3 separate regions of the Sus scrofa genome follow, and all the other regions are linked to region 3. Evidence: chromatin contacts called from public Hi-C and HiChIP or PLAC-seq data. All regions are on one chromosome and are shown on one strand. The core of a region is the stretch at or near the end of the contact, and the rest is flanking DNA. Distances in the headings are between cores, read along the strand shown.

What was found. Hi-C and Micro-C count contacts between places; a contact is called where the count stands out from the background. HiChIP or PLAC-seq counts read pairs in DNA pulled down with a chosen protein or histone mark.
Region 1: an H3K27ac HiChIP or PLAC-seq map of alveolar macrophages shows a contact between it and region 3. The contact joins the promoter of TADA3 here to the promoter of THUMPD3 in region 3. A contact is called at or near these places in 1 of 5 promoter capture datasets (liver) and 1 of 2 datasets of contacts at active chromatin or transcription factors (alveolar macrophages).
Region 2: a contact with region 3 is called in a Hi-C map of skeletal muscle, with 5 times the contacts expected there. The contact joins the promoter of RAD18 here to the promoter of THUMPD3 in region 3. A contact is called at or near these places in 2 of 47 Hi-C or Micro-C datasets (embryonic fibroblasts and skeletal muscle) and 1 of 2 datasets of contacts at active chromatin or transcription factors (alveolar macrophages).

What each region holds. Positions count from the first base shown.
Region 1 is chr13:66,077,003-66,081,400 of Sscrofa11.1, forward strand. It overlaps TADA3 (transcriptional adaptor 3), which reads right to left and starts at 2,970. Exons shown (of 10, transcript NM_001206536.1): 1 at 2,764-2,970; 2 at 2,584-2,641; 3 at 1,657-1,889. The coding sequence starts at 1,863. ARPC4 (actin related protein 2/3 complex subunit 4) reads left to right here. Exons shown (of 7, transcript NM_001206535.1): 2 at 3,435-3,499. The coding sequence starts at 3,497.
Region 2 is chr13:65,357,454-65,361,900 of Sscrofa11.1, forward strand. RAD18 (RAD18, E3 ubiquitin protein ligase) reads right to left here and starts at 1,689. Exons shown (of 14, transcript NM_001142833.1): 1 at 1,560-1,689; 2 at 1-81. The coding sequence starts at 1,610.
Region 3 is chr13:65,718,685-65,723,161 of Sscrofa11.1, forward strand. It overlaps THUMPD3 (THUMP domain-containing protein 3), which reads left to right and starts at 1,872. Exons shown (of 11, transcript XR_002338099.1): 1 at 1,872-2,863; 2 at 4,339-4,477. All of the region lies in intron 1 of SRGAP3 (SLIT-ROBO Rho GTPase-activating protein 3), which reads right to left.

The DNA.
Region 1 (4,398 bases), core at 1,720-4,219, 360 kb after region 3:
AGGTCCAGTTAAAATGGCATCGTCTTTGTCTATGAGTCTCTGATACTCTGTACCTCCACTGTAGGACTAATCGTGTTGTTTGATCATAACTAGAACAAACAGAATACTTTGTGGAGTTCCTGTTGTGGCTCCGTGGGTGACAAACACGACTAGTATCCATGAGGATGCTGTTCGATCCCTGGACTTGCTCAGTGGGTTAGGGATCTGGTATTGCCGTGACATGTGGTGTAGGTTGCAAGTGTGGCTTGGATCTCGCGTTGCTGTAGTGTAGGCTGGTAGCTGCAGCTCTGATTCAACCCCTGGCCTGGGAACTTCCATATGCCATAGGCGTAGTCCTAACAAAACAAAACCCAACCAACCAACCAAACAACAACAAAAAAAACCCAAAACAAAAAACAAAAACAGAGTACTCTGTCTCTTCAACAAGATTATAAGCTGTTAGAGACACAGAGGTTCATTTTAAACATCTCTGTTCCCCCGCATCTGGCATAGCACCTGGCATACAGGGCTCAGAGAATGCTTATGCCATAAATAGAAATCATCAGAAGTATACCAATAAATAACATTTGACATGCTTACTTAGTATCAGGTGTTGTGCTGAGCCTTTGTGAAAAGTCTTCAAATCCTCACAAAAGCTCTGAGGGAGGTCCTATTATCCAGCCCACTTTGCAGATGGAGAACTGATCCTCAGAACTAGGAGGTAACTTGTGCAAAGTCACATAGCTGGCAAACAGCAACGCTGGCAAGTGCTTGGGCCAGGATGCAAATCCAGGCCTCCTCATTCCAGTTACCTCAGTACTCCTAACCACAACAGCACATCAGTTGGTACTTGTGTGCCCTCCTCCTCCCTTCATTCATTCTTTTTAGGGCCACACCTGTGGCATATAGAGGTTCCCAGGCTAGAGGTTGAATCAGAGCTGCAGCTGCTGGCTTATGACACAACTACGGCAATGCCAGAACCAGACTACGTTTGTGACCTACATTACAGCCCATGGCAATGTCAGATCCTTCACCCACTGAGCGAGGCCAGGGATTGAACCCAAATCTTCATGGATACTACATGGGTTCATTACCACTGAGCCTCAATGGTAACTCCCTCCTCCTCTCTTTAGTTGGCAAGCTCCCTCAAGGCCCAAATTGTCCTCACTACCTCTCTAATGATGAGCACAGGATCCAGAACATTGTGGGGAGTGGGGGTCAATAGATGCTTAGTGGATTAGAAATCCTGAAATTTATGAGGATCATGCACATTCCTACTTTGATTTTTTTTTTTTAGGGCCACACCTGTAGCATATGGAGGTTCCCATGCTAGGGGTCAAATCGGAGCTGTAGCCTCTGGCCTATGCCACAGCCATGCCAGATCTGAGCCTCGTCTGCAACCTACACCATAGCTCATGGCAACACCGGATCTTTAACCCACTGAGCGAGGTCAGGGATTGAACCTGCGTCCTCACAGATGCTAGTCAGCTTCGTTTCCACTTAGCCACGACAGAACTCCTCCTGCATACTTTACACGTCACATAAGCCCAGTTTGGGTTTCTCTTCCCCCCACTATGCTCCCATACCTCAGGCCTCAGCAGAGAGGGCTAGCTACCTCAGTGACCCATGCCACAACCTGTCACAGTCCATCCCTGGTGTCCCTCTGTGGGGTATCACCTGGGTTTCAGCCTCGAGCACCCGCAGGCGTCGGCTGGCAGAGGAAAGCAAGGTCTCAAGCTCCAGCTGCAGAGTGTCCAGCTCCTCAATACCGATGCCATCATCCTCAGAGCGGGCCAACACTGCTGTGTAGCGGGGACAGACTTTCAGGTGGTCCACAGACTTGAAGTCATGGAACTGCAAGGGGCAGTCCTTCAGCTCACTCATGGCCCAGGATAGGGGACCCTGTGGAGCTGGAGAGAACGGACCACTGATGGGGGGACAAGTGGCACAAGAAAAGACCAAGAGCTCCTTCTATTCAGACAGCCTCAAGAAGAAAGCCAGGCTTCAGTATCCTACTAAGGCTGAAGTCACAGTTCCTATTTGTAAAGCACCTACTGTGCACCAAGCTAGATGCAGACATTTTACTGGCTTCTCATTAAATTCCTCACATAACCCCGTGACTCATGGTGATCTCCATTTTACGGATGAGAAAACTGAGACTGTTAGAGTGGGTACATGTTCATGCTTATCAACACGCAATCTGAATTCAGGTAGTTTTAAGTCTGTGCCTCTAACCACAGTTATACTGTGCCTGTCCTTCTGATGCTCTTCCCTTCAGCTCCACTCTTCCAGAGTTCTGCTAAACTCCAGAATTCCAAGTATTCCATACTTACGTTAACGTTCTTTGTGCCTCCCAGCCTCTCCTAGTTTCACCCTCCCCACCTTTTCCCTATTTGCCCCAGATAGTAAGGAATGTGAACTGCTAAACTAGATACATCAGGATTCAAGCTCTGGCTTGACCAGCCTCTATTTATATAGCCCTGAACATGTTAATTATCTCTCGAGTCTCAGTTTTTCTATCCGTAAAATGGGACAAAAGACACCTGAGCTTGTTTCCCCATAAGAAGTTTGAATCTATAAAACGGGGATAGTAATAGTACCTACCTCCCTGGGATGATCTGAGGATTAAAAGATGATGCCCGTCAAGAGCCCAGTTCAGTGCCTGGCACAGAAAAAGTGGGACTGGTTAATGACTGGCCCCACCCATGGATAGCCCCAGTGTCCCGCCTTCTGGGTCCCAGACCTTTACCGCGGACACCCTACCGCGGCCCCCGCCCCCTCTACCTCCTCCTAGCCGCCTCCTACTGCCCCCGGGCCGCGGGTGGGGGCGGGGAGTTCCGGTCGGTGAGAGCTACCGCCCCGGAACTGACTAGGGGCTGGCCCCCAGCAGTGCACGCGGGGGCGGAAAGACGCGAGGACCAGCCCCTGGGTCTTTCGAGGGTGGGAGTTTGCCGGCAGCGAGTGAGCCCGCTGCTAGTGGGGTGGAGAGAATAAGCCTCGGGCGTACCCTCGGGAACAGCCCGGCGCCTGGGGGCGGGGCTCGGCGGCCGGGTTCTCCGCTTGGCAGTTAGTCCCGCTGAGCCCCGAGGGCTGCAGGTAGGAGGGGCCCGGAGAAAGGATGGGGGCACAGAACCGGAAGGATCGAAGAGCTCCCCCGGCTCGCCTTGTCCTAATATGGTGCCCAACCTGAGGCTGGGCTGCACCACTGCATGGCTGTGAGGGAAGATGGCAGCAAAGACGACAAGAAGGCCAAAGTCACAAGCGAGAGCCTCACCGATGACGGGAGAAGCTTGAGTAGTGATTTCAAACTTCAGGAATCTAAAACTACCACGGCAGTCCTAGCGGGAAAACTTCCGAAGTGCCAAGTGTTTTTAGCTTCTCCCTCCCCCGCTCGGGACATAGATGGTACAGTCCGGACGTCCGGGCGGAGACTGCGGCTGCGCTTCTCGCGAAAGGGCAGGCGTCGCGGGGCTGGCCACTTCCGTACTTCCGCTTTCCGGCCCAGCCAGCGCCCGCGATGGTGAGAGAGAGCCGGGACCCGGGCCAGGGACCCCCACTGTTCTGTCCTCAGGCTCTGGGTTTGGGGGAGATGCGGCTTTGCAGCGGAGAGGCGCTGAGCCGTGGGGTGCTGGGGGTGCGGGGGCACCATGAGGTTGGGAGGAGGGAGGGGCGGGGGCCGAAGTGAGAAAGGAGCGAGCGGGGGACGCCCTCCTAAGAAGCAGGCCTTTCGGCTTCATAGTCTGGGTTTTGAAGCAGGTGGGAGATACTGAATCAGAGAGGAAGCTGGGAGTGGGTGCTCCTAGGTATGGTAGCACGTCGGAGGCACGTAGTAGGCCCCGTAGCCCTTAGTAGGGCCGCTGAGGCTTGTAATAGGGCCACCTCCCCAACCAGTGCAGACCTTCACTAAATATGCACCCCCCTCTTGCCCTCTTGACCCCATGGTTCTCTGAGGGAGAGCGTTCTCTGTGGAACTTCCTTATCCCAGTCTTCATGTTGCCCCAGCTGTGCTTCTACCTCCCAGACCGCTTCCTGGTCGGAACTCAACCGTATCAGTCTTACTATAGAATGTAAGCTCTGATACTGCTGATTCCTTCCTCCTTGGAAATCCTCTCATTTGATAACTGGCTGTTCATAGCAATTTAGACTCACTAGCTTCCTCTTTACACTCTCCCTGGTGGTGCTACCTATTTAACATACAGGTCTTCATGACCGTCTGCATTCTGGTAACTCCTAAATCTGCTGGTCTAGCCCTCTTTCATGGTTCACCTGGAAGTGTTGAAGACACCTTGAAATTAGACTTCCAGGCCGTAACTCCTCTTTCCCTAAACTTGCTTGTCCTCTTGTGTTTGTCTTCTGGCTTTGTGTTTTCATAACCTCAGTTAGAAACCTGGGATATTCTAATTGAAGCCATGCCTTTTG
Region 2 (4,447 bases), core at 439-2,938, 360 kb before region 3:
GTTATGTGAACACTGAGGAATCATCATTGCAATGTTGAAATATTCAAAGCAAATTCCACACCGCAGCAAATCATCTACTGGCTGAAATGCAAAAATACGTATATGCCTATCAGAAAGCCACCAAGATTGGAACATCTGCCATAGATCTTTCTCCATCCCCTAAAAAAAAAAACTAATAATATTTCTTCATGCTAATAATAAAGATTTATTAATTTAATGCTTACCACATGCTAGATACCTTCAATCAACTAGCAAGTCATTTTTGAGCACCATTGTGTTTAGGCACAGTGAATAAGCCAGACAGCATCCCAATTCACACACATTTAATCAGCCTTATAAACTATTTATTTCTATTTCCAGTTTATAGATGAGGCAACTGAGGCTCAGAGAGGTTAGGTAACTGAATCAGGGTCACAGTTAAATATGAAGCAGAGAGCAAATTTAATCCAGAACCACTGGAACTCAAATCTGTGTTCTTCTCCACTGCACCACTGCGTCTTGGTGCCAAAGCCACCACAACTTTAAAACCACAGCTTTCCTAGATCCTTCCATGATGTCAGCTTTTCACCATAGGGCTATCTCAAGTCCCCAAGCAATAGAGATGACACTGGTGGCAGCAGGTAGAACATGGCCTTATACCTCCTTTAACCTCCCCCACGTTCCTTCACTTAATCCCTAGAGTCAGCCTTATGAGTCAGTGGAACAGACACCACAATCCTCAAATTTACCAAACTAAGGAACAGAAGAAGGTGATCCTGCTCACAATCGCAAAGAGAAACACAGAACAAGGAGAAAAACCAAGCAACTGATTGTAGCTAGCACAGCATAGTGTATTTGCTCTTAACCAAACATAGGAGAATCCAGAACTCACCACTATGGTAAATGGAAACTGGAATGCCTCGCCAAAAACAAAGTAGCCGCAAAAATCAGTGTTCTTTCAGTAAAATACTGCAATGAGATCAAAGGCTAGTGCTGGGCCCCAGTCCTGATTTCTTTGTTTAAAAGAGAGAGATGCACAACTATTAGGAGTCAGGACACATCAGAGAGGAATTAAGACAAATTAGCACTAGGCTTCTTGAAGGTAACTGGAAGAAATTAAAGAGAAATGTAAAGGAGACTACCTGCCTTGCTAAGCGATCAAGAGTTATCTGATGCAGGATTCACCCCAAATCACATACGGTGTCAGATTCTCAACTAAAGAACTGGGAGAGTTTACATAATGCATGGCACGTAGTAAGCCCTAAGAATTAGGTGTCACTGTTGTTTCCATTGTTTGGAGTAACTGCTTCCCTCCAGTTCTCTGTTACTGTTGTGGCTGACTCGGAGAATGATCGGTTCCATACGAAGGCCAACCTTGGATCACCATAATGGACCAAGGCTTATCCCCGGCACCTCCCAGGGGAGGAAACTGAAGTCCAAAGCCAAGCGGTTGGCAAGTGGCAGCGAAGAGCCAGGTACCCTGGCCCAGCTCGCCACTGGCGCCTCATCCTTTCTCCTCCTTAAGCCGGGGCTGGCCTCCTGCGGACGCCGGGCGCCCCCAACCCCCCCGAAACACTCACCTTCATGACTGCCAGCCCCGGAGGCCACCGTTGTTCGACCAAGGAGTCCATGGTCTCCCCTAAAAAAGCGGGGGGTATCCGCTACCCACTGGTCTCCAGTGCCCCACTGCCACTCGAAATTCCCCGCGCTACTGAGGTACGTCAGCATTTCGCGACGCGCCTGACACGCGAGCGGTGCCTGTTGGGAGTTGTAGTACGTGGGCGGAGCGCAGCCAAAGGTGCTCTCATTGCGCACGCGCGGGGTTTCCTCTTCGCCTCTCCACGACATCCGGTTTTGTACAGACACTTAATAAATAAATGCCTGTTGAATGTTGGGAAAAGATAGCCTGGCATCAAACGAAATCCAGGCCTTGCTAAACATTTCAAAGTCTAGGCTCACGCCCCCTCTTTCCAGTCACCTTCTCTGATTGCTATGACGATCTGTCCCTGCTGTGAGCCAGGGTTTTCAAATCCATTATTTCATCTCACCGCATCACAATACTAAGAGGTAAACATTATCGTTAGCTTTCACAAAAGTTCGCTTTGGCCCCCAAAAGTGAATAGTTTCCTTGAGTCACACGGTGTCTTTGACCAGACTACAAATAGGGCCTCTGGACTTTAAATAAGAGCTCTTTCATCAACTAGGATGGTTAACTATCTTAACTTTGGAGTGTAGCCTTCCAGGTAGTTCCTGTGCAGATACATAATTACAGTTTTTTTCCACGAATATTATTGTGGTAAATCATACTTTTGTCAATTTGAATTTTTCGGTTAACTTAGATTCCTCCTGAAACGGCTCCGTTTTATGGATTTATCTCATTCTTTTTAATAGCTACATTGTCCATCATACAGATTACTGAAATTTATGTATCCACTCCCATACTGAGGACACTTTACATTATTTCCAGTTTTTCGATATTGCAAAGAGTTGAAGTGAACATACTTACTATCTATGAAAATCTTGGCATATTTGAGCCAGAATATCTAGGGGATTTCTAGTAGATGGAATTACTAGGTTAATTTGTGTGCTGTTTTATCACTGTTATAGCTAGACTTTTCCAAAAAGGCTGTACCAGTATATTTAAACACTCACCAATCGAGTATGAGTGTCCATTACCCAAACATGAAGCACTGATCAGCACACTATCCAGTCTGTCTGTTCAACTCAGCACTGATCCCCTGCCTGATGTGGGCCTCCATCACATTAGGTTTCATGGGCAGCAAATCAGCACAGTTACATTGTTCAGGGAAGACCTCTGCGGCTTGTCACTGGCACCCCCACATAGTCCATGTACTCACTCCTTCAACAAATCTTTTTTTTTTTTTAAGTACTTACCATTGACCAGTCAGAGCTTCCCTGTAAAGTAGGCAGAAGTGAGATTGTTATTGCCATTTTACAGATGAAGACATGGAGGCTCAGAGAGGTTAATGCTTCACTCTTTCAGACTCTCTTCATAAGGAACTTCTGACCCATGAGGCAGAGATGTTTTCAATTGATTTTTCCTAACCTGTGCCCAAATCTCATTGGACAATAATAATATTAACGGCATTTGGACACAGAACTTTAACATCCATTACAGTAATAGCTGACACTTATTAGACCTTTGTATGCAGAGCACTGTTCTAGATTTTTTTTTCACATGTAGAATTATTTCAGACTCACTCCAACCAAATGAGAAAAGGGAAATAAACATAACTGGCTTAAGTATGGAAGTGGAACTAGTTAAGTGCAGGAGGAAGGATTTGACTTGGGCAATCTGGCTTAAGAATCCATTTTAACCAGAGTATTCTCATAACTACTTCATCATGAGAAATCATCTCATTTTCTAGATGTAGGAACTGAATCTCAGAGATGCAAAAGGACTCATTCAAGAACACACAGCTCGTCAGTGGCAAAGACCAGTTCTGAATCTAAAACTTTTAACTCCAAACCAGAAGGGATTATCCATTGACACTTTATCAAGGAATAACTGAGCAGAGAACGCTTCAGGGCAGAGATCTGAGGACCCCAGAATGCTGGACCTAGTGAGGCTCCAATAGGAAGGTGGGGGAATGGCAGGTTAAGGATGCAGTGGGTTTGTATCAACCAATCAGAAAAGGGCATGCAAATGAATTCCAGGCTGCCTTGGATGTGTAGCCTGGTTCTGGATGCAGGCAGAATGCGGTAGGCTTAGGAAGACAAAGGAAATGAGACCAAGACCAGATCCCAGGCCTGAGCACACACACAGTAATCATTCTTTTATGGTACTAGTTGGTAACAAGTTTGAAGGTGGTAAAGCGCCAGAGAGGTAAGAGAAGGAAAAGGAGATGAGGAAAGAGAAAAGTAATGGGGAAGGAAGAGAAGCGAGAAAAGACGGGGAAAGAAATGCTCACTTCCTATCCAGCTATGAAGACAGGCTTGGAAGCAGGCATCACTTGTTGGACCTGGGGCCCAAATTCATGGCCCATTTCTGGAGAGCCTCCAGGGTAGTACCCTGTGCTATTGTTCTCTGAGTTCCTGCCACCCAGTGCTTGGTGAGGCTGAATGAATGAGTAAATTACTGGAGTAAGCACACATTCCCATAAATCTTCTCCTTCCAGGCTGAGCAGTTCCTTTCCTGCCCTCTTCAAAAGCACCCAAGCAAGGACACCTCTGGGCCCAGGAAGGAAAGTCCACACAAGAGCACAAGCAGGCTCTGAAAGCCACTCAGGACAAGGCATCTGTCTTGCCCTCTCCAAGATATTTATCCACCCCCGGGAGCCAATCTCCCCTAACAAGCTGCTATTCCCACAGACAGTCTCCCTCTGTTAAATCAATACAGAGATTGTACTTCCTTATTCAGGAATAAAAACAAAATGTTCTGTACGAAAAAAGCAAGCCAGTGCTCAGTAGCATCTCCTGTTGCACTGGTACAGAGTGAGGATCTGAG
Region 3 (4,477 bases), core at 622-3,121:
ACCTGCAACCTCATGGTTCCTAGTCGGATTTGTTAACCGCTGTGCCACGATGGGAACTCCCACTGTATTTATTTTTAAGGGCACCATCTATTTTAATTATATGCCTGGTAACATGTTAATCTCACTTAAATCTTACAAAAGCTCTTATCATTTTGCATATGAGGAAACTGCAAGATGAGTTACCAATGAGACCAAAAGTTTCCTTTGAGGTAAAATTTACCAATTTAAATATCTTAAACTGTACCACTCAGTGTTTCATAGTATAGTCACAATGTGGTACAACCATCACTACCATCGAATTCCAGGACATTCTCAACACTCCAAAAAATAAACCCCATCCATACCCTTTGGCTATCATCCCCCCACCTCATTCCCCCAGCTCTGAACCACAAATCTGTCTCTATATAATTTGCCCATTATAGACATTTCATACAAAAGGAATCACATATGTGGTCTTTATGGACTTTTTTTCACTTTGCAAGTTTTCAAGACTCGTCCATGTTGTAGCATGCTTCAGTACTTCACTTTTTTAATGACCAAATAATACTGTATTGTATGATTGTGTGGTGGATATACCACTTTTGTTTATCTATTCATCAGCTAAGGACATTAGGATTATTTCCAATGCTCAATGCTGCTGGGCACATTCATGTCTAAGTTTTTGTTTGAACATCTGCTTTCAGTTCTCTTGGGTATACCTACCAGGAGAAATGCTGAGTCATATGACAATACTATTTTTTTTTTTTTTTTTTTTGTCTTTTTGCTATTTCTTTGGGCCACTCCCGCGGCATATGGAGCTTCCCAGGCTAGGGGTCGAATCGGAGCTGTAGCCCCCAGCCTATGCCAGAGCCACAGCAACACAGGATCCAAGCCGCGTCTGCAACCTACACCACAGCTCAGGGCAACGCCGGATCGTTAACCCACTGAGCAAGGGCAGGGACCAAACCCGAAACCTCATGGTTCCTAGTCGGATTCGTTAACCACTGCGCCACGACGGGAACTCCTTTTTTTTTTTTTTTTTTTTTTTTCTCGACAATACTCTTTAACTTTTTTGAGGGAAGTACAAACTGTTCTCCAAAGTGGCTGTACCATTTTTCATTCCCACCGGCAATGCCTAAGTGCTCCAATCCACCACATTCTTACTGAAACTTGGAACTGCCTATTTTGAAAAAAACTTTTAGGAGTTCCTGTTGTGGCTTAGCAGAAACAAATCTGACTAGTATCCATGAGGAGATGGGTTCAATCCCTGGCCTCACTCAGTGGGTTAAGGACCCAGCATTGCCATGAATTGTGGTGTAGGTGGCAGGTGAGGCTCAGATCTGGCATTGCTGTGACTGTGGTGTAGACCAGGGACTACAGCTCTGATTTGAACCCTAGCCTGGGAACCTCCATGCACCACAGGTATGGCCCTAAAAAGACCACAAAAAAAAGAAAGAAAAGAAAAAAACTTTTAACCAAATAGGTATTTTACCGTAGCTTTACTTTGCATTTTCCTAATTACTAGTGATATTGATCATCGTTCCACGTGATTATTTACCATATGTGTATCATCTTTAGAGAAATATTCAAGCCTCTGCCCATTTTTAAACTGGGTTATCTTTACATTGTTGAACTGTAAAAATGCCCTTCTAAAATCATTTAAGTTGAAGATATGTATGACGAAATAAAATTTATATTTTAAGGCAGGACAAGGAAAAAATTAAAGGCAAAATTCTGTTTGGCCTCCTCCCTCGCTCATGTGCTTTACACATTAACCAGAGCTACTCAAAGATGGAAGTGCCTGCTTACAGCAAAGATCAATTTTTTTTTTCTTCTAACCCCAGCAATGTAACTTCTTAAAAGAATAGTGTACTTTCTCATCTCTGAAAGAGGTTATGGTGACTTGTTGCTTACCTGGACTATGTATCCTTGGTGAACTTTATAAAAAATATCAGTATGTCATTTTGATGTATGATTCCTTGTCTAAAAAATATATATGACAAGACTCCCCCCACCCCATCGTGACTGAGTGGTTAAAGATCCCGACTAGTATCCACGAAGACTCAGGTTCAATTTCCGGCCTCGCTCTGTGGGTTAAGGATCCGATGCTGCCATAAACTGTGGTGCAGGTTGAGGACTCAACTTGCATCTGGCGTTGCTGTGGCTGTGGTGTAGGCCGGCAGCTGTAGCTCCAATTCCATCCCCAGCCTGGGAACTTCCATATGCCGGTGGGTACGGCCCCAAAAAAGACAAACAAAAACAAGACAAAAAACGTATATGGCTATGCCTTCCGAGGCAAAACGATTCTCAGGGTTTTCAGAGAAATCTCCTTCCAGGGTTATAATCCTCAGTTTGGCTTAAATAAAATTCTCTTTTAAAATTCTTGGCAGTTAACCTTCCTCAAGTATTTAAAGAAAAATACTAAGTAAACAATAGTAACATACGTTAGGTAACATGTTACTTTGGGGGCAAAACATTTAGCCTCTGTGAGACTCAGGTTCGCCGGCTTTAAAACAGAGTGGCCCCTGCTTGAAAGTTGCTGGAACAAATGAATTTACGTGTGTGAAGCGCTTACTCGGAACCAGCGGGATAAACACTAACATCGACCACTACCACAACTGACGACGAGGCCAACGGCGTTCCAGATTCTGCCTGCAGGGAGTCCTGCCCGCAACTGCAGGAGCGGACCACCACCTACCGAAGTCCACCCTGCAAACAAACGCTCTTCCTCCCGACGTGCACCAGAGCCCGCCCCCAGGTTGGTGCCGCTATGGCCGTGCCACTCGACTTCCGTTTCCGGGGCGCCGAGGCAGTTTCCGGCGGCGTGACCTGAGCGCGTCGGGCAGCGTGGTCCCGGAGCCGGAAGGGTCAGCGCAGGCGGCTGGTAAACGGGCGGTGGGTGGGAGTGGCCGGGTAGGGTACCAATGACCCTTGGGAGGGAGAGTCAACCGTCCTCTTGAGACCCTGGCTGTCGACGGGTGCACTTCAGCCCGATCCACGGCGGAGCCCTTCTCACTCCCTTTTACTGGGTTTCATCAGCTCCCCGGGTTTCCTGTGATTTGGGCCCTGGGGGTGGGTGTCGGGAAACGTGGGTTTCATTCCAGCCGGCGCTACTGGTTAGCTCTCTGATCTTGGTAGGTCTTTCCGTGAGCTTCATCTGCCTTATTTGGAAGATAGAAGTCGTATCACTGATTGTGCGCTCCTTAATGGCGGGGACTGAATGTTATTTGTGTTAGACACCGTGTCCTGTCCCAGATTCAGAACAAGGACAGTGTAGGTACTCTGCGCCTACTTAAGTTGTTTTGATTCACAAAATCTTTGAACATCTGTTGAGAGCTTTTGATCTCCACTCCCAGCTTTCTAGACCCTTATACTCCACCTCGTCCCTTATCCTACCAAATGCTCAGGTAAAGGAAATTTGGCTTACTGTTCACATCTCTCTTGATGCCCATCTTTGGATCCCAGGGTCTGGACTCTTCTAGACATTCAAATATTTGTTGTAACTAGATAGTAGGTATTCTTTTTTGATCATTTTAAAATGCATGAATAACCACTTCAAGGAGAAAAATTGACATCCTTAATCAGTATGCTCAATAGCAGTATGCTATTCCCACTTAAGTCTTTCAACAGCTGCCAGAGAGAGTCATTTTTCGGTTCTCATTTGGCAGGTGAGGAAGTTGAGGCATTGGAGAATAAACTTTTTTTAGTCATTCTTTGAATGGTGAGGGCAAGAATTCAAACCTTGGTCTGAAATCCCAAAGCCCCATGTTCCTAACTGCTTCCTGAAACAGGACTATATGCCAAAGTATTTTTTTGTTTGTTTGTTTGTTTTTTGTCTTTTTGCCTTTTCTAGGGCTGCACCTGCAGCAAAGTATTTTTGAATGTGCTCTAGCAGCTTCTGTTTTGGGATTAACTGTTTTATTTATGTGATGGCTGTTATCAGGCTAGGTGCTCCCAAACCAAACATTGATGCTGTGAAAATACTGTCTCTTTTTCTTCCATAGTATCTATATTGCTTGTTTAATAATTTTTTTTTTTTTAATCTTTTTAGGGTCGCACCTGCAGCATATGGAAGTTACCAGGCTAGGGGCTGAATCAGAGCTGCAGCTGCCTGCCTACACCACAGCCACAGCAGCACCAGATCTGAGCCGCATCTGCTACCTACATCCCAGCTCATGGCAATGCCAGATCCTTAACCCACTGAGCAAGGCCAGGGGTGGAACCTGCATCCTCACGGATACTAGTCGGATTCATTTCCACTGTGCCACAATGGGAACTCTGAAAATATTTTTAATTATAGTTGAAATAAGAGGTGATAATGTTTGGGCATGATTTCTTTATCTGTACTACTTTTGAAAGGATTATATTCAGGATCTTGGAAGCACTGCCAGTATGTCTGATGTTCAAGAGTCCACTAACCCACTCCTGGATGTGAATCTTCTTGAGAACCAGAGCTCTACACAAGTGACCGAAAGTGGCCCCAAAAGTGAGTCCGAGC